Linked DNA regions of Mus musculus: all the other regions are linked to region 2. Evidence: chromatin contacts called from public ChIA-PET, HiChIP or PLAC-seq, Micro-C and promoter capture Hi-C data. All regions are on one chromosome and are shown on one strand. Each heading gives the region's core, a stretch centred on a gene start, on an enhancer-like site or on the middle of the called end of the contact. The rest is flanking DNA. Distances are from core to core; before and after follow the strand shown. Region 1 overlaps Tex9 (testis expressed gene 9). Region 2 holds the start of Tcf12 (transcription factor 12). Region 3 has its middle 4.4 kb from the start of Gm27230. Region 4 holds the start of Tex9 (testis expressed gene 9). Region 5 holds the start of Cgnl1 (cingulin-like 1). Region 6 holds the start of Mns1 (meiosis-specific nuclear structural protein 1).

Evidence for each region. Promoter capture Hi-C pulls out the DNA fragments that hold promoters and counts their contacts. A called contact is a pair of places that touch in the nucleus more often than the background predicts. ChIA-PET counts read pairs in DNA pulled down with a chosen protein or histone mark. HiChIP or PLAC-seq counts read pairs in DNA pulled down with a chosen protein or histone mark.
Region 1: a contact with region 2 is called in an RNA polymerase II ChIA-PET map of memory CD8 T cells, with 54 read pairs. The contact joins the enhancer-like site here to the promoter of Tcf12 in region 2. A contact is called at or near these places in 1 of 39 promoter capture datasets (cranial neural crest), 2 of 115 datasets of contacts at active chromatin or transcription factors (effector CD8 T cells and memory CD8 T cells) and 1 of 9 other capture datasets (liver).
Region 3: an H3K4me3 HiChIP or PLAC-seq map of the SCID.adh cell line shows a contact between it and region 2, with 17 read pairs. The contact joins the enhancer-like site here to the promoter of Tcf12 in region 2. A contact is called at or near these places in 12 of 39 promoter capture datasets (the C10 cell line, the HPC-7 cell line, Sertoli cells and 8 more), 1 of 484 Hi-C or Micro-C datasets (cerebellar granule neurons) and 18 of 115 datasets of contacts at active chromatin or transcription factors (the 230-238 cell line, the NIH/3T3 cell line, the SCID.adh cell line and 13 more).
Region 4: a contact with region 2 is called in an RNA polymerase II ChIA-PET map of memory CD8 T cells, with 17 read pairs. The contact joins the promoter of Tex9 here to the promoter of Tcf12 in region 2. A contact is called at or near these places in 1 of 115 datasets of contacts at active chromatin or transcription factors (memory CD8 T cells) and 1 of 9 other capture datasets (adipose tissue).
Region 5: a contact with region 2 is called in a Micro-C map of embryonic stem cells, with 1.7 times the contacts expected there. The contact joins the promoter of Cgnl1 here to the promoter of Tcf12 in region 2. A contact is called at or near these places in 1 of 39 promoter capture datasets (liver), 2 of 484 Hi-C or Micro-C datasets (both in embryonic stem cells), 2 of 115 datasets of contacts at active chromatin or transcription factors (cardiomyocytes and pancreatic cancer cells) and 1 of 9 other capture datasets (adipose tissue).
Region 6: a promoter capture Hi-C map of hematopoietic stem and progenitor cells shows a contact between it and region 2, with 2.6 times the contacts expected there. The contact joins the promoter of Mns1 here to the promoter of Tcf12 in region 2. A contact is called at or near these places in 16 of 39 promoter capture datasets (the 3T3-L1 cell line, 3T3-L1-derived adipocytes, the C10 cell line and 11 more), 1 of 484 Hi-C or Micro-C datasets (CD8 T cells), 11 of 115 datasets of contacts at active chromatin or transcription factors (the NIH/3T3 cell line, bone marrow-derived macrophages, cardiomyocytes and 8 more) and 1 of 9 other capture datasets (embryonic stem cells).

Annotation. Positions count from the first base shown.
Region 1 is chr9:72,463,589-72,468,401 of GRCm38.p6, reverse strand. The region is part of intron 10 of Tex9 (testis expressed gene 9); the gene reads left to right. Among named protein-coding and RNA genes, the nearest start is that of Gm33004, 23 kb to the left of the region's middle. Within about 2 kb of position 2,386, at least 95 of the 459 cell types and tissues checked have an H3K27ac peak or open chromatin away from gene starts, as enhancers often do. A contact at or near this core is called in effector CD8 T cells and memory CD8 T cells, where this site is marked.
Region 2 is chr9:72,109,380-72,113,828 of GRCm38.p6, reverse strand. It overlaps Tcf12 (transcription factor 12), which reads left to right and starts at 2,010. Exons shown (of 21, transcript NM_011544.3): 1 at 2,010-2,253; 2 at 2,995-3,091; 3 at 4,081-4,153. The coding sequence starts at 3,017.
Region 3 is chr9:72,383,694-72,388,381 of GRCm38.p6, reverse strand. No RefSeq gene overlaps it. Among named protein-coding and RNA genes, the nearest start is that of Gm27230, 4.4 kb to the left of the region's middle. Within about 2 kb of position 3,426, at least 8 of the 459 cell types and tissues checked have an H3K27ac peak or open chromatin away from gene starts, as enhancers often do. A contact at or near this core is called in the SCID.adh cell line and double positive thymocytes, where this site is marked.
Region 4 is chr9:72,489,426-72,494,165 of GRCm38.p6, reverse strand. It overlaps Tex9 (testis expressed gene 9), which reads left to right and starts at 2,207. Exons shown (of 12, transcript NM_009359.4): 1 at 2,207-2,240; 2 at 2,348-2,427. The coding sequence starts at 2,214. It overlaps Gm33004 (a long non-coding RNA gene), which reads right to left. Exons shown (of 3, transcript XR_379620.4): 1 at 4,677-4,740.
Region 5 is chr9:71,769,431-71,773,801 of GRCm38.p6, reverse strand. It overlaps Cgnl1 (cingulin-like 1), which reads left to right and starts at 2,200. Exons shown (of 19, transcript NM_026599.5): 1 at 2,200-2,293.
Region 6 is chr9:72,436,681-72,440,932 of GRCm38.p6, reverse strand. Mns1 (meiosis-specific nuclear structural protein 1) reads right to left here and starts at 2,404. Exons shown (of 10, transcript NM_008613.3): 1 at 2,254-2,404; 2 at 1,472-1,693. The coding sequence starts at 2,256.

The sequences.
Region 1 (4,813 bases), core at 1,137-3,636, 350 kb before region 2:
CGCGCTGGGAAGGCTTTTCTTCCACCCATCTTATTGATGAGCTATCAGTCACCCATCTTATTGATGAACTTTCAATCAGTTACTCTTGTCAAAGAACGAGCTTTTGTTTTTACTTGAGTCTGTTTTCTGTGTCCCTGACAACTCCCTTTCACTTCTGCTTTCTTGTTTGGGTTTGAATTTGCTCTTTTGTCTCTAGCTGAAGTTGCACCTTAGAGCATTGATTTTAAATTTTGTTTTCTAAAGCATTTAAAGCTACATTTGCTTTTAAAATGATACTCTACATCTGTCTAACAATTTCTGGCCTGTTTTAAGTATATATTTCATACTTTCAAGATATAACTAGTGTAGCATAAGCCTGCACATGCTTGGAGTGAAATGTGATTGAGTTTGACAGTTAGCGTTTGGGACTGAGACAGGAGCCGCCATGTTCAGGCAGCACACAGTGATGCTCCACTAGGACATTGCCATTAAACTGGTTTCACACAGATCATAGTTTACTCAGTTCCCTTCCTACTGTGCCCTGTTTCTCCTCATTTACTGTCCCCTTCCTCCCTTCAAGCAGCTTCCAGTTTGCTTGAATATCATACAAATGCATATGCAAACCTAGAGTCTCCATGAGAGAAAGCAGCAATATCGTCTGAGTCTGGTCTGTTTCACTTGTTCTGACGACATGCAGTTGCGTGCGTCTTCCTGCAGATGGCATGCTCTCATCCGTCTATACTGTCTCCCTTTGCCTTTACCCACGCAACTGCCAACTTAGATTCCTTCAGATAGATATCCAGTGTGGTACATGTGGGTCACATGGTAAATAAATGTTTGTCTCTTCAGAAACCTTCATATTGCCTTCCCAGTTTCCATTCCCACCAGCTAGTGAATAAGCCGCTCTTCCCCGCGTCCTCACCAGCACTGGTCTTGATGGTGTCAGTTCTGACTGGGTGAGATGGGATCCCTGTGTAGTTTTCATAATAATGCGATTTGAGATTTTCAGACTGTAAGTTTTTTGCATTATTTATAGATTCTAGATATTTCTGCCCTTTCAGGTATCAGATGGCTAGATCTGTAAGAAAAATTACTTATTTTATGTATGCTTGAGTATATGTAAATACCATGTGTGTACAGGTGTCCACGGAGGTCAGGAAAGGGTGTCAGATATCTTGCACCTAGACTGCAGGTGGTTGTGAGCCCACATATGAATTCTGCGTACTGAACCCAGATCCTGTGCAAGAGATCTCAACCTTTGAGCCATCTCTCCAGCTCCATTTTCTGTAGTTATTTAAAGTATATAAGCGATACCCAATCTGCCTTTTTTTCCTTCATTCTCTATGTTGGGTTCAATTTCTTTTTTCTTTTTGAGACAGGGTTTCTCTGTGTAGCCCTGCTGTCCAGGAACTCACTCTGTAGACCAGGCTGGCCTCGAACTCAGAAATCTGCCTGCCTCTGCCTCCCAAGTGCTGGGACTAAAGACGTGTGCCACCATTGCCTGGCCAACTTCTTTTTTCAATTTTTTTCTTTTGTTAATTTTTCCACATGGACATGGAAACTGCACTGAAGCTTTTCCTTCTGTCTACTGGAAGAACTTACCTGGAAACTTTATTGCGTGTATTCTGTTGGCTACTTCCCACAAATTGGATTATTTTAAAATTTTTCATTATGCTATTTAAAACACTGATTTTCCTTCTGTTTTCTCCTTGAACACAAACATTACTTAGAAGTTTGCCACTCAGAACCCAAGGAGCTAAAGGGATCTGCAACCCTATAGGTGGAACAACATTATGAACTAACCAGTACCCCGGAGCTCTTGACTCTAGCTGCATATGTATCAAAAGATGGCCTAATCGGCCATCACTGGAAAGAGAGGCCCATTGGACACGTAAACTTTGTATGCCCCAGTACAGGGGAACGACAGGGCCAAAAAGGGGGAGTGGGTGTGTAGGGGAGTGGGGGTGGGTGGGTATGGGGGACTTTTGGTATAGCATTGGAAATGTAAATGAGCTAAATACCTAATAAAAAATGGAAAAAAAAAAGAAAAAAATGAAAGACGAATATCTGAAAGTCAAAAAAAAAAAAAAAAACAAAGAAGTTTGCCACTCTGTTTCCACATCTGAGGGGATCTCCCTCCCCCTCCAGATACCTTTCTCGGAGATTTCAGGTTAATCTCATCATGGATAGAGCACATGGTCTTTATAGATTTGTGCAGGCTTGTTTTATGATCCATAATATGGCTTAAGTTGGTAAATGTTAGTTTCATGTGCTTTCTGCCTTTGCTGGATGGAGTAGTCCTCCGATGTCAGCCACGTAAAGTTGCGTGACAGTTGCTGTGTGTGGCACCATCACAACTTTCTGTGTATTTACATCCGTGAGTAAAGGAGGAATATAAAGGAAACTGTGGCTATGTTAGCTTCCTCTTCAGCCTTATCTGCATCTACATCCTGTTTGTCAGGGCTGCCACTAGAGAGAACATTGGTGTCTTCTTGGTGAATTGGCCACTTTGAAAATAACTGTTTTCTTCCCAGATGTAGCCTGTGCTCTGTGAAGCCTTGATGTTCCAGCAGCTTGAACTCTGCTCAGCTGATGTCACCTCTGCCATGTCTCCTGTCCTTTCCCTGTTCACTGCTCTATGACTTGTAGATTACAGAGCTGAGGTTGGCTTTTATGACTCAGCTCTCTTAATATTATTTCTTATATGGACGGCCTGTCTGTTACCACAGAATTCCTTCCTGGCTCATTTGCACTTTTTTTTGTGCATGTCAGTATTTGTTACGAATCTTTAACTTACCATTATCTGTATTCAGATAACACAGAATTTCACAGATAACCTACAAAACTTTCAGCAGCTATCATACCCTCCTCATTATTGCATTATTTTTTATTATGGTTAACTATACATAGAATTTACACTCTTTTTACACATTTTTAAGTGTAAAATCTTTATTATGGTTTTGCAGTCTGCCTTTGTGCTTCTCATTATGGAAAAGTGGGAACGCAGTAGCCCCAGGCTCCCAGGCCCCTGCAGCCACTATTCAGTTTCTGATCCTGTGAATCTGACGTCTGTACGTGCCTCATTGCTGAGTAAAATCACATAGTTTTCTTTTTGATTAGCTTTGTTTGTTTGTTTGTTTGTTTTGTTTAAAACAGTGTTCTCGGGGTTGTTCCATCTTTTCAACTTTAACTTCTTTGGAAGGCTCAATAAAACTCGGACCTGCTCTTTGTTTTTCTTCTCTCGGTGGGCACTTGGGTTGTGTGCTCTTGGGTGCTATCTGGAGTGCCTAGACCTGATCAGAGGTGAGGATCATTTGGTTTCAGTAGCATCTGTGCCATTTCACATTTCCACTTGTAGAAATGGCCAAGTGTCCCCATATCATCAACATGAGTCATTTTGATTTTTATTGATACCAGTCATCCTAGTGGGTTTTGATTGCTTCATTGAGGTTTTAATTCCCACATCCTTAATTATAAGTAATGTGTTCAGCATCTTGTATTTAGTAACTATTTGTTCATCTTTAAAGAAGCATCTGGTCAAGTCCTTTGTTAATTTTTACATTTTATTGTATATTCAGGACATTAAGCCTGTGCCTATGTGGCTTGTAAATATTTTCTCACAGTCAGCAGACTGCCTGCCTTTTCACTGTTTATTGTGTCCCCTGTGGCCTTTGTGGGATAAAGTCCAATTTATTTTCTTTTGGTGTCATCTAAATCCAGTGTCATTAAGAGTTTTATACCTTCAGCCTTTTTAATCAAAGTGTTTATTCCATTCAGCGTGCGCGCGCACACACACACACACACATGCACACGCATGTATCTGGAGTATATACTATTTTTGCAGAGGACTCAAGTTCAGTTTCCAGCAGCTTCTAGCCAGCTATAACTCAAGTTCCAGGGGGACTGACACCTTCTTCTGACCTTTTGGCACCCAGCATGTCTGCAGTGCACAGACTCCATGGAGACAAAACATTCAAACATAGGAACAACACTAAAAACATAGAAAAATAAACACAAGAAGACAAGAGAAAATTAAATATAGGTAAATGGCATGGACCTCTCATAAACCCTCACATATACAGGTGTCAAGCAATCAGGAAAAGATAGTCTCTTGAAAAATGGTACGAGGAAACCCCGCAGCCTGTGTGTGTGTGCGCATGCGCGTGTGTGTGCGCCAGTGTTTATTGCCAATGATACACTTCCAATTATTCTAATATATAAATATTTGATTTGTTTTGAGCTGCCCAATATTAGTCTGTGAAAGGAACCCTTTTGTCTGTTGCTTTTGTAGCCTACAGGTTTGCTGAATCCATTTCTTGGTCATCATGATTTTCTTAGAAATCCTTAGGGATTTCCACAGCTGCAGTCTTGTCCTCTATGAGGAGTTGTCTTCCTCTCCATTGTGGATGTCATTTGTTCTGTCCCAGTTGCTTGGGTGATGTCTTCTAGTGCTACATTCAGCAGAAGTGATAGAAGCTGCTGCCTTTGCCTCAATGCTGACCAACACTGAAGCTTTCAGTCCTCACCACCTGTGTGTGTGAGCTGAGGGCTTTTTGTCATACAGTCCTTTTTATTGCTGTGAAACCAGCTGAAATGGCCACTCTGTGATTCCTGGTTTCATGTACTTCAGTCCTCCTTTTTTTTTTTTTTTTTTTGCCACTGCACCTAAAGGTTTGTTGATAGTCCACAGAGCAAACTTTGTTTCTTTGATCTATTAATTCACTTATATATGCTCTCAAATTTACCATTTACATTCCTGCTAGCTTCAGGGGTCTCCTTGCTCTTAGGAAAGGTTGGGCTGGTTTGAGCTCATCTGATCTTCGTTGTGTCACCG
Region 2 (4,449 bases), core at 761-3,260:
AATTTTCCACAATAGATATGAAAACCTTCCCCAGTCAGACTTTCAAAGTGAATCCTCTGATGTCCTCTAAAATAGCTGTGTGAGCAGTATAAGCTGCCTCTCCTTTGCCTTGGAAACAGCATACATCTCGCATGGTTTCATGCCACCCCTTCTTCTTGTAGTAATTATTTATCTCAATCAGGGGTTTCTACTCTGCTTTTGATCATTCAATTCTCAGACAAAAGACACACAACTTTTATATTTATAATGACCCTTTAATGTACTAGATCTGGTCAGATATCTACCTTCTAAGCTATTATGTCTACTTCCCTATCAATAACCCCGAGTTGTAACTTGCCACATTTCATCTGGCTGTCCTTAACTCCAAGTGGCCAGCTCTCATGGCCATGTTTTCATGATTCACCTACCCCATGGTGTGCTCTCTTCTCTCTACCTACTACCCTCTCCTCCTGGTTCCTGACTGGGAACCCCAAGCCCAAGAACCAAAACTCTGCCTATCTCTCTTCTGCTCATAGGCAGTGGGTATCTTTATTCACCAATCAGGGATAACTTGGGGACAAGGTTACCTAAGTGCAGATTCTCTCATCCCTGGGGGCAACCAGGCCAGTAGTTAGTATTACAATGCATAGCAGAAGACCAAACCTCAGCATCTTCCCTAGAGATTGTACCACAGAAATATGGCTTTACCAGTTACCTAATCAAATTTCCTGGTTGTTCTGTGACTGCTTTTTGCCTCACTTTTGTATACACCAAATTACGGATAACCAAACCCTGTTCATTTAATCAATGATGCTAGACTTGGCTCAGAACTGTTTGATTTATATTGGAAACATCATCAAAGATCAGATCTCTCCTTGCGAAGACTTTCTTCTTGTCTGTTTGATTTACTCTGGCTAGATCTTGAGTTTGGAAGATGACATTCATTTTTTTTTTTTATAGCATTTGCAAAAATGTTCTCAAAGACTTCAGCAAATTGCCTATTTGTATGTGGGTTAACCATCCGCTAGTCTTAGTTGGAAACGGGATCGTTATCATTTTTTAGGTGAAATCATGCTACTTTGTTTAGGATGGAGACACACTCCACAAGTTGCCAAAGCATGTATGTACCTAAGTGGGACTGGCTTTGGGGGTGAGTAGGCTACCATTAGTTCTGGAATGGTCTATACGGAGGTCCCACATATAAACCTTAATTTGCTTCTCTGGTTGGACAGCTCTGGTTGCAGTAAGTACAGCAATGGCACATTTAACTATCTTCTTTATATGAACTTCTGAGGCCAACGGCTCCTTCTTACAGTCAGGATACTCAAGAGTTGGCCACTGTCTTCAATTCGTTTCTTTGGATGCTTGTCTCGAGTGTTTCTTCTGCTTGGGCCTGGCTGGTCTTCTCTGTGCTCGCAGACCTCAACACAATCACCTTAGCTTCCCCTCAAGTAAACCTTAACTTCCAAGGCCGAATTTTTCCCCTTTTTCTTTGGGGCTTCTTCAGGCCAAGTTCGGAACTTGCTCATCAAGACTTAACTTCCTGGGGCTGTCTCTCTGGTTACAGCAAAGGCCAGGCGCAATCCTTTCCCAGAACTTGGTGTTGCAGCGCGGGGCTCAGGTGGGACGGCACGCTCAGGTGAGCAAGCTGATGAGCGCGGCGTGAGGGGCTTTGCGCTTTTCCCACAGAGTCCGCCCACCACAGCTGCGGCTCCACAGCCGGCCTCGCCTCCCGCGTCCGGCGTGGCTGAGCTCCGGAATGGCTGCGGGTGGCAGATCCAGATGCTGCCCAGCTGCGTCCCCGTCGCGGCACTTCGGGGCGCAGTGAGCTTGAGGAGACGGCCGCCGCCCGCCGTGGGCTTTGTCCGTCCGCCGCTCCGCCCCGCCCCGTGCCTCCCCGCCCCCTCCGCGGTCCCACTTCCTCGGCGCGGGAGGCGGGAGCGCGCCGGGCAGCGAGGGGTTAAGCCGACGCGCTTGAGGCGCGGAGGGATCCGGAGGCGAGCGGAGCTCGGTGCTGAGGCCGCCTCAGCGGAAAAAAAAAAAAATGTCCGCCTGAGGAGACCCACAAGTTCTATCGGGGGGACAGCCAGCCCGCCCGGGGAGCCACGGGCGGCTAAGCCCGAGAGCCGCCCGAGTCGCGCCGACTCAAGCACTCGCGGGGGCCCGAGGCAACGCAGCCGCCGGCGGCGCGTGGGGAGGGGGAAAGCCTGAGCCCGCGCTCCCGGCCAAAGTGAACTTTAATCGGGAAGGTTGGATGCGGAGCCCGGGCGGCAGGTAACCGCGGGCGGCGGGCGGGACGTGCGGAACTCAGGTCCCTTTGTACGGCGCGGAGCCCGGGGCCGCGTCCAAGTTGCGGCGCGCGGCGGGGCGGAGGCGCGAGCTGCGGGGTCCAGGCCCGGGCAGCGGCGCTCGGCCTGCGCGGCGCTCGGGGCTCGGCGCTCGGGGCCGGGGAGCCGCCGAGCCCGCCTCATTGTTCCGCGAGTCCGGGGCAGGGCGGCCCAAGTGGGAGGTGGAGGCCGGGCGGGAGTTTGCGGGGCGCGGACGCGCGTGGGGCGCTCTCAACCAAGCCGGGGACCCCCGCTGGGGACGTCCGGGCCGCAGACGCGGGCCTGCGAGCGGCGCGCTCCCCGCAACTTGTCAGCTCTATTGTTGCTGAGCGAGTGAGTCACTTGGTCTCCGGGTCGCCGCCGCTTTCTCGCTCCCTCGCTGGGCGCGGGCTCGCTCCGTACTCCTCCCCGGGGGCACCCCGAAGCCGAGCCACCTTGGAAACTTGCGGGAGCCACGGAGCCACGCGTGGGCTCCCGTGTCGGAGCGGCTTCCGTCACTGTCCTTCGGGTATGCGTGGGGATCTGGCGTGTCGCTCGGCGCCCCCCACCCCGAGCGCTGCCTCTCTCTCTCTCTCTCTCTCTCTCTCTCTCTCTCTCTCTCTCTCTCTCTCTCTCTCTCTCTCCCTCTCTCTCCTTCTCACGTCGAGCGTCCGGGTGTCCGCGGCTCAGCCTGTCTTCTCTGCCTTAGGACCTGCTAGAAGTGGCTGAAGATGAATCCCCAGCAGCAGCGCATGGCCGCGATAGGGACCGACAAGGAGCTGAGCGACCTGCTGGACTTCAGTGCGGTATGAGAGCTTTCCTCCGCATCTTGGGGTTCTGCTGAGGTTTCCCGAGATCGGGAGCAAGAGAGAAAAGGGGGGAAAGCGACATGGCAGCGGGCAACTCCATCTGCTTTTCAGCGCTAGTTCTCAGGGCTGGAGTCCAGCTCCCCCAAGTTGGACACCTGAACTTTGATGTAATGTCTAGACTTGCAGATTTCAAACTTTAATGCCAGAGGGGTCATTTGATTTAACTAGTTAAAAGAAGAACAATGTAATCATGAGCTCTGGTTGAGTCACTCCCTTCTGATAATTATTAGAGATTTTAGACTTTATATGAAAGAAAAAAAATATTTTTTTTCCTGAAGACTTCTCAGCATTTCCCTCCCCACGACTTCATTTAGCCTGTGGTACCTGAGAGATGCCAGCTTCAAAAAAGCCAACCCCAGCGCTAGAATTCCCAGCCTTGTGAGCTGACTGCTTTAAGTATACATATGCCGTCTGCATATGTAATATGGAAAATGATTTAAAAATAAAAGGTGAAGCTATAGAGCCCATTGCCCTTATTTCTTACTAATGGATTGAATTTCAACGTTAACTGCTCCTAGAAGGCAGGGCCAATACCTGCTGTATTAGAACTGTTATTATCTTTCCTGTATGTGGTAATTTCATCGGACATGATTCTGATTGCAAGTGCTTATTAAGTAATGTTAATGTAATGAGAATCACTTAGGGCCAAAGTGAAGATCATGGGTAAAAATTTACTGTTTAAACTTAATTATCTTGTAATCTTGCCTGTGGCTGGGTTTTCATAGCAAATGTCACCGGTTCTCTCAAGCAATATTAGTAAATAATATCACTTGTTATTGCCAGCCTTGGTCTGAATGGGTCTTCCATTTTTATTTCAAATTCTCTATGAAAATTAGGAACCTAATTGATGACACTTGGTGAACTTTTCTTTGCAAGGAATATAGAAGAATTTTAAGATTAATAGGTACATTTGGGTTATTTTGCAGATGTTTTCTCCACCTGTTAATAGTGGGAAAACGAGACCAACAACACTGGGAAGTAGTCAGTTCAGCGGGTCAGGTAAGACGATGTTGAAAATCAGAAATTTCTATTTCAGAGCACTGACATATTTTAGTAGAAAAGTCTATAAAGCATTTTAGTGCCTGCCACACCATTTTTTTACACTGTCCGGTTACAATTATAAACTACTAGCGCCTCAAACTTGGAGAGTTGTTCTGAAGATTGCTTGGATGTTTTAAAGAATTTTAGCATGGACTTAAAGTTGCTCTTTTTGTGAATGTTAAGATTGAAAATTGTCTTGAGCATGATGGATTGTGTCATGACTGTATTTAGAAAAGTGCTTGAAGAAAGCTTTG
Region 3 (4,688 bases), core at 2,177-4,676, 270 kb before region 2:
TAGCACTCAAATAGAGGCTCACAGCCATATTTAATATCATGTTCTTTCCTCTGCGGGAACCAGGCACACATGTGGTACACATGCATCCATTCAGGCAAAACATTCATTTACATAAAAATATAAAACATTAATAAAATAAAAGTGTTTTCATCTCAAGAGGATAGAGTGTGTTTATGGAGACAGATGTTACCATGATTTTAACATAATACAATGTATACAGATGTTGAAGCACCGTGTGGTATCCCACAAATTATATCAATTTTATGTGTCCATTAAATTTAAGCCAAATGGCTCATGCTTGTAATCCCTGTACCCTGGAGGCTGAGGCAGGAGGATCAGGAGTATAAGGTCAGCTTTATTTGCACAGTGAGTTTGAGGCCTCTCTTGGCTGTATGACACAGCAGTTCAAAACATACAAAAAATAAACACAGAAATCAATAATTAAAAGAGCTGCTGGTTTTCAGTTTGTCTAGATTTTTTTCCCCATATGGATGAGGTGATGATGTCTAAGGTATTTCTTATCTCAACAAAACAGGGCATCTTGAACATTTTTCATGCACTTAGAATCCATTTACATATCTTCTTTGCTTACATTTTAAAAAAATAAATATGTTCATGTTACATTCTGCTATTGAGTTATAAAATTTTGTCTGTCTTAAATGTATTACTTAGAAATATTTTGCCCAGTTTGTGGGTGGAATTTTGTTTGCTTTTTTGTTTATTTGTTTGTTTGTCTATTTGTTTGTTTTTTGTGACAAAGTTTTTCTGTGTAGTCCTGGCTATCCTGAAACTAGCTCAGTAGACCAGGCTAGCCTTAAACTAAAGATCCTCCTGCCTCCCAAGTGCTGGGACTAAAGGTTTGTGCCACCACTGCTGAGCCACTTTTTGTTTCTTCAATAGTGTTTTTTAAAGAGAAAAAGTCTAAAATATGGCCCATGTGGTCATTTTTTTTCTTTTTTCTTATTTTTTGGTCTTTTGAGACAGGGTTTCTATGTGTAGCCCTGGCTGTCCTGGAACTCACTCTGTAGACCAGGCTGGCCTCGAACTCACAAATCCACCTGCCTCTGCCTCCCAAGTGCTGGGACTACCGTGTGATCAGTTTAAAAATGATCTGTGCTTTAGCTGTCTACCTGATAAGCCTTTGCCTAACTCAAAAGTTGCAAGAACCTGTCTGTGCTCCCTTCTTGAAGTCCACAGCTTTAGTTTTGCATGCAGGCCTCTGACTCCTTTGAGGTGATTTTGTGTGTGGTGTGAGGTAAGAGCTCATGTTCTTTAGCCTGGGAAAGAGGCCGATGAATGCAGACAGACAGATACATAAACAGTTCCATCTCTTAATGAAGGAGGACCACCTTTGCCCAGAGAATTGTTTTATAATGGTGCTCAAAAATAACCAATGAGAGATACTCACGTCTATTTCTGAGCTGTCTCTTCCTTTACACTGGTCTCAATATCATCTATACCAATTCTCCATTGCATTGATTTCTGAACTTTTGTAGTAAGTCAAAATATCAGGTAGTATGAGGCCTCTGCTTTGCTCTTCTTTGTAACATTGTATTTTTAATTTACTTATTTTTTTGTTTACAGGCTTGTTTGCTATTTTAAGTGCTTTTCATTTTCTTCTAAATTTTAAAATCAGTTTGCCAATGACTACAAAATATTCTGCTGGAATCTTTACGGGAACTTTGTTGACTCTTGTTTTTAATTTGGGGAGTATTGCCATCTGAACACAACTAACGCCTCCCATTCATAGTGTGGGTTAGGGCTCCATTGGTATAACTCGCTAATTTTCCCTGACAGGGGTTTAAAGTTTTCAACATGAAGATCTCACTCTTCATGATTCCTAAGAATTTTAGTCTTTAAATGCTATTGTGAATGGAAAGAATTTTTTTTGAAAAGAATTTTTTAAATTGCATTATTAAATTGTTACATTGGGAAAATAAATTAATAGGTTAAAAAAATAAAAGTAGGGGCAGAGAGATGTCTGGGTTGGCTGAAGCTTGTGCCACAGAGTCTGAAGACTTGAATTTGAGCCATGAGACCCACGTGGTGAGAAGAAGGAACCAGTTCCTCCCATGTTGCCCTCTGACCTGCTCGGGCTTGCTGGGCACACACGTGTGCCTCTCATACATGCAGCCCATATGGAAAAATTGTTAGATCTTGATACTATAGCCTTGCTAACCATGCTTCTTGCTCATATTTTTATTTTGCTTTTATTAGATTCCCTAGGGTTCTTTCAGAGAAGAAGGAAAATTAAGGTTCTTCGGGAGTGGTGGTGGTGGGGGTAACATTTCTTTATTACGATGTCAACCATAACTGCTTGAGAAAAGAAAACCTGAAACAGCATCAACAGAAAGAAACCAACCAACCCTGGGCCGCGGATGGGGGCTGGCCTAGAAGGAGGTGAGCTTAAGCTTTGATCCTCCTGACTCGCCTTCCCCCGCGCTGAGATGGCAGGTGTAGTCCTGCACTTCCTGTTTGATGCTTGGATTGAACCTACAGACTACACAAACACTAGGTACTGAGCTAAGTCATCAGCCCTGAGTTTAATCTTTCCTATAGACTGACATTCTGTTTTAGGGATAGTTTAAATACAAATAATCTATTTTACCATTTGTTTGAGTTTAATGTGTGGTTCAAAATAAACAATACCAGAGCAAAATAAAGTAAGACAAGATCCGCAGAGAAGGAAGCGAGCCAGAGAAGCCCCATCCTTCTCTTTCCCAATGAAAGCAGTTCATTCTCATCCTGAATATTAATTCCTGGCAAAGACAACTATTTAGCCTTATGCAAACTGACAGAAGAGAACTGTGTAGCTTGGTCATTTTTCTTATATCATATTGGAACTTCGTTGGAAAAGGCTGCTGCATAATCATACCGTTACGAAAGGTCACGTGGACAGACATCACACAGGTTAGGTCAAGTAGCTGTGTAACCCTCAGTGTTATTCCCAGTTGGCCCCAGGAAGTTGGCGAGGACGTTCTTACTGATGTCCCAGCCCTTTGGACTTCACTGATGCTGAGGTCAGCAAGCCTGGGAGTCTCCACCAAGCCCTCGTGCTCATTCATAGATCGCAGCGGTAACGCTGGGACTCTCTGGCAAGGCTCTGCCGTTTATTCATAGACAGCAGTGAGGTTGTGATATGAACACAGAAGGAACACAATTCTTCATTACTCTGGGGTAAATGACCAGGACTACAATCACCGAGTTGAGGCTTTAGGCATGTTCCTTTTATCGAGACACTGCCAAGCCGTTTTCCAGAGGGGTCTGCCCTGATACCTCCCACCGCACTACTTCCCACTCGGAGCAGGAGGACTCAGGTTCTGGTTGCCACTGCATTTTTAGCTGGGATGCTTTATTGTGGTTGGAATTTACAGTTCACTAGCGATGGGTGGTGCTGAGCCCAGTGCCATGTGCTTCTTGTCATCCACGCGCGTGCCTCCTGGATGAAGCGGTTCTTTAGATGGATATGATAGGGCTGTGGCTTCATGAGCTGCGCCGGAGACTGTAAACTTTTAGCGGTGTATCCATTCTGACTTAATTTGCATTAAATTGTGAATCTGAGGCTGAGACTCATTGCTTACACCTTGGGTGCCCATTCGTTCCATCGCTATTGAAAGGGACAACATCACGTTCATTGAGATTGGCTTTGCACGTTAGTCAGCACCTCGATGAATATATTTCTGTGAATATATCTGGCTCTCCTTTCTGATGTCATGAAGTCTTGATTGTTTTCACTAGTTCAGCTTCTCTTTCCCTAATAATTTCTGAAGAATCTAACCTGCTTCTAAAACACATCTTGCTGAACTGTTGATAAGAACCAGGTATACCTGCGTACAAATCCAAGGAGGATGGATGGACTGGGTTACCGCTTCAAGTCAGGACCTGCAGCCTGACTCTTGGTGTGTCTGCACTTCCTAGTTTTCAGCCCCTAAGTCCTATATATGCCTTGTTGGGATTCTACCTAAGTGTATTTGTAAATAAAACTTTATTTTTAAAATTTGGTGTTTGTATGTCCTTTTTTGGAGTATAGTAATAGCTAATTTGTTGATATTCTGAAACTTTGTTGAACTCAGATTAGCACTTAATGGGATAAAGACACTGGTGTCTAAATCCCACCAACAATCATTACTATTAAGTAAATCTTTATTAAGCTTATGGGTTACCAAAAAAATATTAAAAAGTCGTTTAAAAAATTTTATACTTTAAACTACATATTGAAGAAATGTTTATTTTATTCATGCCATTTTTACATTTAAAATATCTGTTACTTCCCATATTTCCTTCTTTAAGACTTATGTGTTTGTGCCTGAGTGAATGCTTGCACACCCTGGGTATGCAGGCATTTACACAGGCCAGAAGAGGGCATAGGATCCTCTAGAACTCGAGTTACAAATAGTTGGGAGCCACCCCACCGTGTGAGTGCTGAACACAAGTCCTCCAGAAGAGCAGCCAGTGCTCTTAACCACGGAACCATCACCTCAGCCCCGAGATTTACTTTCCTTTTAATTATGTACATGCGTTTGTCTGTAGCCCTTGGAAGCCATCGGTGTTAGTTAGACATCTTTGGGGCTGGAGTATCGGCTACCAGGGTGACTTGGGTGAATTGTCTCTCCAGTGCTACTAGCCATGCTATTGCAAAGATTGAAGAACACGAATTAAAACTCAAGACGGAAGTTTTTAGTGAGAGA
Region 4 (4,740 bases), core at 958-3,457, 380 kb before region 2:
TAGAAGGTCATGAATGCAAGCAGCTGCACAACTGCCCTAGTTTTCTAAAAACAAACTCCACTGGGATTTGGGGCCTGGGTCTCCAGCAGAAGAGAGAGTGTGTGGAGAGATCAAGCCAAGGGAGCCAAATCAGTGAGAGTCACAGGTAGAAACTAGAAAGAGGCCAGTAATGTTCCTCGCTGCTTACAGGCTTCGAAAAGGACATGTCCCTGCCAAGACCAGGATTTCGCTTACATCTCACCCCTAGGACTATGAGACATTTGTGTTGTCTTCAGCCGCCAATTAGTAATACTTGTTAAAGCAGCCCAGAATTTTTCTACTTTTAAAGAAGAGCCTCCCTCATCCCAATGGCTTTGTGAAGAGGGAATGTTCTGCTGACTTTGCATGAGTTTTTTATAAGTGCTGATAGACTTAAAAGATGGTTGCTGGTGCTGTTTAGGATCCCTGTGTCTGTACTGGTGTTCTGTCACGTGACCTGCCCCTTACTGTAAGAGGCATGTTGGAGTTGCCATCTGCAGTACTGGTATGACAGCTTCCCCTTGCGGTTTGTAGTCTTACTGACTACAGCTTGACAATTCTGCATTAGGCAAATGAATGCTAAGGATTAGCATTCTAATCTAATTCTCCTTGAAGAATTAAGGTTTTCCTCCCTATATAATGTTCCTCTTTGTTCTTAATAATTTTTCTGAAATCATCTTGTTTAAAGTGAATTGGATACTGTAGCTTAATTTTGGTTAGTGTTAAGCATGGCCTGCCTTTCTCTAGCCTCTAACTTTAAAAATAACTCATTTAAAAATGCTTTAACATTTTGATTTATTCACATATTTACCATTCACTGCACATAAAGTGTACTATTCACTGATTTTTAATAAATTTAGGGGGATGTGCCACCAATACCAATCTATTAATAAAAGAATTAATAGATTATCTACATAGCTACTACATGATCACTGACAGCACAAGGCTCAAATATCTCCACATAGTCCCTCATTTGTTCCTGTCTCCTTTTAGTTACAGTGACCTTAGTGCGTAGGAGAGGGTATCTTACACTGGTTTTGGGTTTCATCTATCTGAAGACCCACACTACTGAGCATCTTTTTATATGTTTTAGTTATCTGTGTATTGTCTTTGGATAAATGCCTATAAAAGGCCCCTTAGTGGTTTTTTTGTTTTGTTTTGTTTTTTGTTTTTCAAGACAGGCTTTCTCTGTGTAGCCCTGGCTGTCCTGGAACTCACTTTGTAGACCAGGCTGGCCTGGAACTAAGAAATCTGCCTGCCTCTGCCTCCCTGAGTGCTGGGATTAAAGGCATGCACAACCATGCCCGGCTCCTTAGTGTTTTTCTTTTTTTATTCTAATCGTTCTTTATATGTTGTTCAGACAGTTGCTTATTTTTCTGGGGGCATAGCAAAAAAAAAAAAAAAAAAAATCTCCGAATTCAGACAGTTCACACACATGGTGCTTATGGATAGGTTTTCATTTAGCTATGATGTGGAATTCCTTTTTGAATCTGGTGTGAAATATCAACCGTACTTTGTTCTTTTATGTGGGGACATGCAATTGCCTCCCATTGGTGCAGAACCCTCTATTCCTCTTGAATGACCTTGGCGTCCTTTAAATGGGAAGGCTTATTTCTAGACTCTCAGTTTCATCCCCAAACAATCAGATGCTGCCCTGTGTTGCCCTGGGTCTTAAGCATGAGATCATTTACATCTCAGTTACTAGGTGCTGTTGATGCTATTCTTAGTCCTGCCTTGCAGAGGAAGTGGTTTATATCTGTGAATGGTATGTCTGGACTCAAACATGCGCCAAAATTGACTGCCTGAGCTCTTAGCCGTGGCGTGAGTAAATATTCACAATCAGAAGTATAGAACGGCACTGAAAAATCCATTTTAGCAAAAACTACTGTGAGTGGGATTGGCCTACTGGGCTGGAGAAACACTCCCAGAAAGGGGCTTATACTTGCGTGTTGTCTGCGTGGTGGGCTCTGAAACCCTTCCATCTCCAGGCAGAGGACTCGCAGGTTTGTGGATTAAAGCGCTAGTCTCAATGGGTGAAGGGAACCCAGGAGCTGCTGGTCAAAGCCTATGCAAAAGCTGTTCGAGGTGGAGACAGAAGAGGCTGCCCTTTGGCGGGAGGCTGCCCGAGACCTGAGAACTCTCGCGGGAAGATGTACGGTCACCACGGCAACCGCATCGCCCCGGGGTTGGTAAAGATGGCGGGGCGAAGTGTTAGAGTGCCGGTGAGTTCAACCCCAGACTACTGACCAGTGGTTGGGCTGCGGGCTGGCGGGCGGGACGGACGGACACCGGACTCTCTTGAACTTGAGCTCTGCAACTCTGTCTGCAGAGACGCGGTTCTGCAGGTACCCAGTCGCGCGGGCAGCTTGCAGCTGGACGGGACCTCCTCGCCCGGGAACAAGAGTACAAGTGAGCATCCCTCATATTTCCAGGGCGGTTACTGGGGTGCCTTTCCTGCAGGTTGGCTGCATATAGGGACCCTCTCTTTCTCCTCATTACCCCTTAGCCTTGGCTCTTTCACAGTAGTAGCCTGAGAAAATATTTGTAGGGGCAAAACTGTAGTCCACAACCGTGTTGGAAGGCAGGAGGGTTCACATGGAAGTGGCTTGGAGCACAGGAATTGCCGCCGAGAGGGAAATCCCCAGATTTTGAGGATTCTCAAAGTACTAGAGTTTACTTTGCACAAATTTCTTGGAGGCTTGTTTTCCAAATGAAAAGCTCCTGTCTATAGTGGGGTCCTGTGTGTGTGTGTGTGTGTGTGTGTGTGTGTGTGTGTGTGTGTGTGTGTGTGTAGAAGAATGATATCCCTTCCTTGTCTTGTTCTCTGACAATTACAAAGCTCTTGAAAACACAGGCTTCACGATGTCTGCCTACCCCCACTGCCCTTCCCCAAGTTTCTTGCAGAGGCCAGAACGATCTTTTCATTTTCGTTTCATTGCACTGCTTGGAACTGCATTTAGTTGTTGTCATTGCCCCTGCAAAGTTTTGGCAACTCTGGCACTTTCATTTAACCTGCGTGTCGGCTCTTACATAGTGTGGAACTCTTCGGTCACAAGGGACGTGGGTCTTTCTTTCCTCTCTTTTCGAGGGAATCACACTTGCCTTCGGACTGTAAAACTCAGAGGGGCCTCTGACAGTGCTGATCAGGGCCCTAGTTGTTTAATAATTTTTTTTGCAATTAGCATATTTTGTTAAAATAAACTCACATGATGGCTTTTTTTTCTCCCCGAGACAGGGTCACGACACAGCTGTGGCTGTCCTGGACCTCACAGAGCTCCTATCTGCTCAGCCTCTAGAGTGTTGGCATTAAAGGCATGCACCACCATACCCAGCAATAGTTTACTTTTCTATATTCTGCCGCCTCTCCTGGACTCTGAACTCCACTAGGGCAGAGATTATGTCTGCTTTATTTGCCATTTTATTTACCCTTTTTTTTTTTTTTTTTTTTGGTTTTTCCAGACAGGGTCTCTCTGTGTAGCCCTGGCTGTCCTGGAACTCACTCTGTAGACCAGGCTGGCCTCGAACTCAGAAATCCACCTGCCTCTGCCTCCCAAGTGCTGGGATTAAAGGCGTGGGCCACCATGGCCCGGCTTCGCTTATTTTTTTTTTTAAGTATATTTTAACTTTTAAAATTGAAAGCATTTAAACTAGCTTGTTTCAGGTACAACAAGAAGAAGATACGCATTTCAGTAGTGTGAAGACCTTCAGCACTGCTCTGCTGTGGTTCATGCTGTAGAGCCCTGTGAATGCTGGTGGAGACCACCATCTGCTAATTTTGATAGTGTGTCTTCTGTGTATGCCTTTTTCCCTGTTTATGACAATGAAAAGTGAAATACAAACAGTAACCACAAGCAGCTGTAATTTTGAAGAGCTCACATTAATAATTCATTATTTTATTTTAGGTTTGCTCCAGGAATTGGGTAGATAGATCCCTTTTAAAATAGGCTCTAAAAAGTTGTTTGCTTTGATTTCTAACTTGACTAAATGTAATTTTTAAAAATTTTGATGTAGCCGGGCGTGTTGGTGCACGCCTTTAATCCCAGTACTTGGGATGCAGAGGCAGGTGGATTTCTGAGTTTGAGGCCAGCCTGGTCTACAAAGTGAGTTCCAGAACAGCCAGGGCTATACAGAGAAACCCTGTTTCAAAAAACCAAAAAAAAAAAAAAATTTTTTTTTTTATGTAAACTTTTCTCCACACTTTAATTCAGGTCATAAACTCCACATGGCAGAGGAGTTTATGGCAGGCAGGGCACCTCGGTAGGTCAGGAAACACAGAGTTCAGGCAGGAAGTGAGGCTGGACTGTAAGGCTAAGAGACCTCTCCTGGTACCCTACTCCAAAAGCTACACCTCCCTAACAGCACCACAGGCTGGGAACCCCCCCGGGGGAAGTTAACTTTCAAACCATAACAGTCTGTCCCTTCTCCTTTCCCCTTTTTCAAGTTAGAATTCTGATTACAAATTTTTAATGTGTTTCTCTCTGTCTTTTATGGTGTAAATCCCTCCTCTCCCTTCTTGTGCCTGCCTGTTCTCCCTGGTGGCTAATGGGATGTGTTATTCTTTTAAAGCCGTCTTCGGCAGGGCTAGGTTTCAGAGCCCTTACCTTCTAGATGAGAAAATGTCCTCGTAGCCTGGCTGTGAGTTTCTCCTACTGGCTTACCTCTCTTCTGCACTAAAGTTGGATGAAGGTTGGCAGCCTGACTCTGAACCGCCTGGACCCCTCC
Region 5 (4,371 bases), core at 951-3,450, 340 kb after region 2:
GGCAGGTGGTTCAGTTTCCTCCTCGAGGGAGGAGTCCCTACCCTCCCCGCCACAGACACCGCCCCCACACCCTTCCACTTCTCCCTCGGGTGAGCTGTCTATTTCCTGCCCCTGAGTGAGGGCTCGACACACTCATTTCCCAGTACCTGGTTTTGCTCATACGTTGTTTCTCTACCACCAGCCCAGCTACCAGCCCGCTGTTCACAGTTATCCCACAGTTCTATAAAACCTCAGTGGCAGCCGGGCAGTGGTGGCACATGCCTTTAATCCCAGCACTTGGGAGGCAGAGGCAGGAAGATCACTCTGAGTTCAAGGCCAGCCTGGTCTACAGAGAGAATTCTTGACAGCCAGGGCACAGAGACACAGGACACAGAGAAACCCTGTCTTGAAAAACCAAATAAAAACCCCAAATAGTTAAGTAAATAAATAAGTAAACAAACAAACAAATAAGTATATCACTTGATGAATAGAGGTTCAGATCCCAAGCTCCCACATCAGATGCTCAACCTCCTGTAGCTCCAGCAGGTCCCACATCTTCTCTGGTCTCTGTGAACACTGCACATGCATGGTGCACACATATACACCCAGGCACACATGTAGACATGAAATAAATACATCTTTAAAAAACATACCTCTTTCCCTGTGGTCCTATTTCTGTTTCTGGAAACACATCTGGTTACCAGTTTTAGACGCTCTCTGGGACCGTCCCTCCCCACACGGATTCCTCTTGTAAGCCTCCTCCTGGTTTGTACGGTTCTGCCAATCCCGGTGTTCAGAGCCATTTAGGTGCAGGTTCCACTGCAGGCATTTTGAGGTGTCTAAGGCATGGTTAACATGTGTCTGCGCCTGTGTTATATGACACCCTTTCTATCGTCCAGCACAGCCTCCCTTACAGTTTGCCTAATTCCAGATATACCCAAAACCCAGATGTCTTTGCACTGGCAAGCAGTCCCGTTGAGAACACTGTTCATGCAGTTTTATCATCTACAAAGCCCAGACTTGAGAACTAAGCAATCAAGTTTCACAAAAACGTGCAATGTTTTAAGTAGGCTTACTACTTTCTTTTTGTTGGGAGGAGGGACAAAGGTTGCATTCATAACTATACTCGGCTGACTAGGCGTGGAGCATGCCTGGTAGACCCACTGTTTCCAAAGGGGTCCAGGGAGAATAGCTTCCTCCTTTGTCTTCTTTTTAAAGATCACTTGAAAATATTTTTTTTTCAAGTTTTGCCTGCATGTATACCTGTGCGCCACATATATGCAGTACCCGAGGAGGCCAGAAGATGGCACTAGATCCTCCTGGCACTGAAGTTAACAAAGGTTTTGGGAGCTGTCTTGATGGTGCTGGGAATTGAACCAGATCTTATAGAACAGAAACAGATCTTAACTTCTGAGCCATTTCTCCAGCTCTGTAAATAAATACAAGCACGTTTCATCACTGTGCAACTTTTCTTCTATTGCTGTTGCAGTTTTCCTACAAAATAATCACTATTACTTTTTGAAATCTTTTCACGTTACTGTTTTGAGTGACTGAATTTTTGAGTGTTGATTTTATTCAACATGTTTGTCAGTAAACATTTACTTATTAAAATACTGTAAGACACATGCCATTTCTGCAGTCCTTTCTTCAGGAATAACAAGCCGTTGAGTGAGTGCCTCGCTCACTTTACAATGGAGGAAACTGAACTTGGAAATGACACCCTGGCCTTCCCAGTTGGCAATGTAATGCCACCTTCCCTGGAAAACTAACTAAACTAGGGCCTGAGAGTTTGTCTCTAATGTCTGTGCTGCTACCAGGAGCCAGGTGACCTCAGAGCTAGGCCCAGCTTTAGCTTATAGACGTCACTTTGTCACTTCGTGCCTTTTGTGATTTGCTTCTAGGTGACAGAACAAGGCTGAGTGGAAGAATGGGGGGAAACTGAGATCTGGGGTGGGATTGCGGAATAGGGAAAGTTTCCTGGAGGAGGGGTTGTAAGGGGGTGCTGAGAGAGAGAAGAGAGTGGCTGCGGGTGGGAACGGGGTGCTGGTATGGGCGCAGGGAGGTCTCAGGGCGCAGATGGGGCAGGGTTTCAGGGATCGCCCGGGACTGTCCGCGAGGGGCCGCAGTCCTCGGTCCGCCGGGTCCTGGGTCGCTGGGAGGGTCCGGACGCAGACCCGCCTGCTCCTCCTCCCGGGAGGGCGGGCGACTGCAGGGCGGGGCGGGGCTGGCGCGGCCTCCTGGCGACGCGGCGGCCGCTGCTCTCCGGCCCGGCTCTGCGGGCAGCTGCCGGAGCGGGACCCTGGAGGCAGAGGCGGTAAGTGAGCTCCGAGCGGGAGCCCGGAGGGTGTGCGCGGGACCCCGGAGCCCAGACGGTGCCCGGGAACTCGACAGGCTCGAGCTCCTGCAGCTTTGCGCAGTGCTCAGCCTCAGCGTCGGTCGTGGGATCCGGGCGCCGCGGCTGCAGTCCCGGGGCTGGAGGTGCGCTCCTGCCTCCTACGCTGAGCCCAGTACTGCAGACGAGTCGGACAGTTGGTGGCGAGCCTGTACAGGGCTCTAGTGACAGCTGCGGGCGAGCCCCACGGAGCACCGCACTCCCAACCCTTCCCTGCAGTGTTTGATCTCAGTGCTCTTTAAGCCATTCCTTAGAACAGGCTGGTGGCCGCTCCGCTGTCCTGGCCCCGCGTGCCACTGCACTGTCCAGGCAGGTCACCCCGAAAGCCCTTAAACCACGAGAGCACTTTTTTCGCTTTCTGAGGGACTTTTCCAAGTTGCATCACCGTTTGGCTTCAAGGTAGGTGCCTGGCTGTGGTGTTGGACTTACAGAGACTTTTTTTTTTTTTTTTAAGAACTTTGTATATTTACTGTGTGCGTGCCCTTTTACCCCAAGAACCCTTCCAACGCCGAGTACCCTGCTCAAAATACTGTAGGAGTTCTTTTAAAGAGGACTTGGCTTGCAGAGTGGGCTACACACCTGGTGAGATTTAAATCAAAACCAATGAAAAGATTCTCACCTTCCTCGCGCCCCCCACCCCCACCCTGGGTACATCTCTACTCCAGGGGTCTGGGGGTAGTCGGCGGTGGGAACTTTTAAAAAGCGACCCCGGGTGGTTCTGGGTGCAGCCAAGTTTGGAAGAGCAGAGCGCTCAGGCTCCTGACCCACCTCTCCACCAGGGGAGCCTGTGGACGCAGCCTGCTAACCTTAGACCGCAGGTGGTGCCATTTAAAAAATAAAAGTTCTCTTTGTTCCTAATTCTATTTACAGTAAATATTTCCGGGGGCACTTTCTATTTAGGAGGTTGGAGTGTGGGCATTAAATTCTGAAGTCATTGCCAGAGTCAAGGTTATATAGTCCTGTCAGGGAAAACCAAGTGATTCGGAAAAGTGTCTCAGATGAAGAGAACACTTAGGATTTGGTGAGCTTTTGTAGACCTCCTCCTTACACAGGCACGTGTGTACAGACACAAAAGCACTTGTGTTACATAAACGTGGGGATTTTCCTGGGAGTGGAGAGACCCTGAAGGGTTTCATTTGTGAGTTAGTTATTTTTGATGTGTGCTCGCGTCCTCAGGAGCAGCCATGTGTATGTTCCTTGATAGAATAAATAACACCTGAGTTAGGGGGTTAGCGTTTCCAGTACCAAGGCAGAGCTCAGCTCAATCGCCTGTCAGGTGACCTAAGATTGATAGGACAATGGGAAGGCTGAACATCTGTTTGAATCCGGTGGTTTTCTGTCACATATGTTTTATGGGACGTTTTGTCACACGTGTTTTAGGACAAGACGGTTGTCCCTGGGTTAACAGTCATCTCTAAGTTAACGCTCTCTGGTATTCCAAGTATGCTCTCACAAGTCTCCTGGTGGTTGCTGCAACGTGGCCACTAATCAGACTTCCCTTTTCCTTAGGCGATGGTCCTGTATATTGTCTTTTTGTAGTATCAGGATGATGTCCCTTTATGGGTGCCCTGGGGAGGGTGTTTGTCTCTGATCTCTGACATGAGCTAGACTGACGTTGATTTTTGAAAATGAAAAATGATAAAGTGTTGTCCCGTTGGCCTGTCCTGTTTCCTCTCCTCCTACTACGGTGCCCTCTCCTGTCACTGGTCAGCTGCTAGAATGTGACCACTGAGGAGTCACCAACATAGCAATGGCCTGCCTGTGGAGAGTGTGGTGTCACAGGGTGGCCCCTGAACCCAGAACCTCCAACTTCCGCAGAGTGTGTATGTATATGTATATATGTGTGTGCAAATGCATACGTGCATGCCAGACCATCAACATGACTGGTGTACACTTGTGAACCTCCTTCTCACCTGGGGAACAGGGCCCACCTTGAAAGTGTCAGATGCCTGAGAGATGGGAGAGTGGTCTGGCCCTGTCCCACACAGAGCGCAGATTTA
Region 6 (4,252 bases), core at 1,155-3,654, 330 kb before region 2:
CCCACAGAGACCAGAAGAGGGTGTGGTAACCCCTGGAAAGAGAGTTACAGACAGCCCCGTGGGTGCTGAGAACTGTACCTGGGTCCTCTGCAAAAGTAACAAGTGCTATTAACTGATGAGCCATTGCTCCCGCCCCATAAAGATATTTAAAAAAAAAAAAAGACATATTTTTAAAGAGAAAATAAAAAATCAAAGAGGACAAAACTTTAAAATAATCCCAACATATGCAGAAACAAGTTCATTAAAAAAGTCACTATTTCCTCCCCAGTATAAGATGAACTGCAATCTAATCAAGTCTTCCTGGCTAACTGCCTTTTGAGACTATGGGAAAGATAAAGGCACACACCAAAGAAACCAGACAGATATAAAACCACACGCATCTAGAAGATAACAGGCCTGATATCTTCATTAGGTTAAACACAGGAAGTTAATAAAGGATGCATCGATGAAGTTCATATTAACAAAACATTGGCCATAAAAACTATATACGCTGTATGAACCTTGCCTGGTCCTGATTAAAAGAAGCCAACGCTAAGGACAGATTTCAGCATAGTACAGAATTTTGCTTAGAGGCATCTATCATGAGAAGATGACATCAGAACAACACTCGAAAGAAAACATCCCCACTTCATCAGATAGACCAATGGTTGCTAGGCAGAGTTAGGGTATATGGGAGTTTCCTTAAAGACATAATAAGAATAAAAAGATGGGAGGCCAGGGTTTTCCTGTTCAGAATTAAAGGGTCAGGTCTATGCTACTGGAACTTAGGACAGAAGGAAGCCGACACACTTTTAAGCCTTTCTTTTGCTATTTCCAGATCCACCCTCAAAATCCTGGACATAACCGCACGCTAGTGCTCAAAACACAACAAAACAGGGGACGTTCTTTTCACACTTAGGAGAAAATTCACTTGTCTCACTTCCTGTCTGTTTCCTCTTCTACTGCAATCTCCTAAAAAATATTTAGAAATACTCATGATAGATTTAGCCAGCAGAGCAGGATGTAAACACACGCATTCAATAACTGAATTCTTCAAAAATTAAAAATATGAGTAAGTGTACATCTCACACATATGTCCATCTCCTACCACTTTAATAGTGTCTATGTTTAACGTCATGAATTTTTAGAAAGGAAGGAATTTCTTAAATTTCTTATTAGAAATGTAGAGAAGGCAACACGGTTGCACTCACATAAACAAAACTGTGATGTTAACAATTACGGATTTCATGCTTATGTTTAAAAACAAAAATGGATATTCTTGCCAAATGCTATTCTAAAGTCTTTCGATTTGCTCGTTGTTAAAAGCATGCAAACTGACCAACTGACACCACGTTCTTCAGCTAAAATAACCAGGACTCCAAAGGATTCAGTCAGTTCCCAGCTCTCTGTATTTCCTCAACTCCAGGCAGGGCTGACAGCCATCTTTCACCTTTTCCAAGGAAAGAAAACTAACAAGGACATTGCAACTTACTTTTTGGATGGCTTCTTCCATGTCGAGCTCAAACTGCTCATTCTGCAGCACTCTGAGGAACCTCTGGCGTTCCACCTTCTCGTCGTTTTCATTTTGCACCACTTGGTTCTTGGCTTGCCTCTCTAACTTATTCATGACTTGTATGTTCAATGATTTGCGGAATTTTTCATCTACTAACTTCTGATGCTTTTCACTAAAGCTCAAAGCTCTCTTTTTGGTCGCCTACAAGTGCGAGGGGGAAAGGGAAATACACAGAATTCAATATTCTTCTTTCAAAAAGATACTGCTGAAAATCCCTATAATAAACACTATAAAATAGGTAACAGTATAAAAGGTCTTTGGCTTTAATTCAGGATATACTAATTAATATTTAAATATGATAATGTAAACTTAACGGCGTACTGATTGAGTACTACTAATAGTCCCTGTTTTGTAGTGGAAGCAGGAAAAGTTAAATTAAAATTCAACAGCGTCAGTGAGTGCGATGCGGATGCTCTCCAGCTGCAGCTTTACCACCAGAGAGTTGCCTTTCCCCCCACCCACAACAGAGCAGATTTAAAGATGTATCTATTTCGATGAGAGGGGGAAAGGTGCAGAAATGCCTGGAGTGTTCCTGGAAAAAAAAAAAAAAAAAAACCCAGAACCTTCTAGTAAGCAAATCGAAGTTTCTCACTGACCTCTCGGATTACGCACTTCAAATTGTATTTCAGAGAGCTCAAGACTACAAATAAACAGTTTGAAAGTCCCTGACCGACCCTTCCCCCGGCCTCCGAGCTGCTTACCATCTCGGTTGGCTTTAAACCTCCTCCTCCGGCAGGATGGGTCTCTGCCTCAGTTGCAAACGCGTCTTCCGGAGCAGCAGCCACGGCAGCGGATACCTGTGCACGCTGGGTTAAGTTTAAGCTGTGTCCCGGCAACCGCCAAAAATGCACCGCCCGCCCAAGAGGGACGCGGCCTCCCATTGGCTGGCACAATATCCAATCAGCACGGAGAGTCTTCGTTGCCAGGCAGGAGCGCTCCTTCCATAGGACCAAGCCAAAAGCGCGAAGTTCGGACGCTTTGCCCTAGCGGGAGCCGTTTACATCCGAAGGGAGCTAATCTCTGCGGTCTGGAGCCCAGCTAAAGCCCCAAGGAACCCCAATAAGCTCGGACTTGTCACTGCAGTGGACTGAGGGATGGTGCCCCTCTACCATCCTCAGTCGGTAGCAAGTTGCCTAACGTGGGTGCTGGGCCCTCCAAAAGAGCAGCAGGGCCCCCTACCGAGCCATTGCTCCATCCCTGATACACTCATTTTAGAGATGAAATATTTTGAGAACTTAGAGACACGGACGAGACCTATTTACTTACCTGGAACAGAAGCCACTGGATCGCTAGCGGAGTGTGAGACTGGAGAGCACGTGAAAACGGAACGGAACAGGTGTGGATGCATACTTGCAATCCCAGTGCTCTCTAAGGCCAGGACCACGTGCCGAGGGATGGCACCACCCACTGTGGTCTAGACCCCCCCCCCCATATTCATTAGTAACAATAATGATAATAGTCACCGCACGCCTTTAATCCCAGCACTTGGCAGGCAGATTTCTGAGATCGAGGCCAGCCTGGTCTACAGAGCCAGGACAGCCAGGTCTATACAGAGAAACTCTGTCTCAAAAAAAACAAAAAACCAAAAATAAATCATATATGAAACTGACTGTGGGGCAAAGCATATAATGCAAAGCATTCTTGGACTTAGGATGCAGCTAACAATCCCTTGGAACTCTACTAAGAATGTGGTTTGTGTAACTTTAAATTTTAGCTAATACATTAAAACCAAAAATTGTGTCTTGTGGAATATCATGGAACATCCTGGTGCATTGTATAATATTTAAATCAGTAAACATCAAAATATTTCTTTAGGGTTAAACAATCTTTTCCTCTGTGTGGTTTTTTTTTGTAATGTACAGCATATTACCATCCTACACCCCCACCTGGCTGTGCACCCCTGTACTTCTGACTATATTTTGCTAACTGCAGTCTAGCCCTTCGCCATTTCCCCCTGCCCTAGCCCCTGTCATCACCAATCTGCTTACAGTTTCTGTGAAATCAACATTGTTAAAGACTCTACGTGTTTTCACAATCATACTTTATCTTTTTTTCTTAAGAACTTTTTGAGATTTAACTTTACGTAAATAAAGTGTCTATGCGCCATTATGTGCCTGATGCCCACAAAGACCAGAAGATGTTATCAGCTCCCCTAGAACTGGAGTTAGAAATTCCTGGAGGTAGGTTACTGGAGCTGTCATGTGGGTGCTGGTTCCCAAACTCCGGGTAATCTGCAGGAATAGGCGGCGCTCCAAACCGTTGAGCCATCTCCCCAGCCCCACTCTGGCAGAGCAATATCTGTAGCACCATTATTATTTCAGCTGATCTCTCCAGTTCCATCCACACTGTCAGAAATGGTAAGACTTTGTTTTTCCCTGTGGTTGAATCTTATTCTTCTGTCCATTTATTCACTGATGGACACAGGATATAACCAGGACTTGACTACTGTAAATGGAGCTGCAACTAACGTGTGCATTCAGAGGCCTTCCGCATGCGGATTCCATATCCTGTGGATATATAGATTACGGTGGGGGGGGAGGAGGCAGTAGTTCTATTTTAACTCTGGGGGACCTTAGTCTAGTATTCTATAATGGCCACACTTATTCACATTCCACCAACAGCATACATGTGTTCCCTTTTCTCAGTACTCCCAACAATGTTTTTTATTTTTAATATTTTTGAAAACTATTCTTGCTGGGG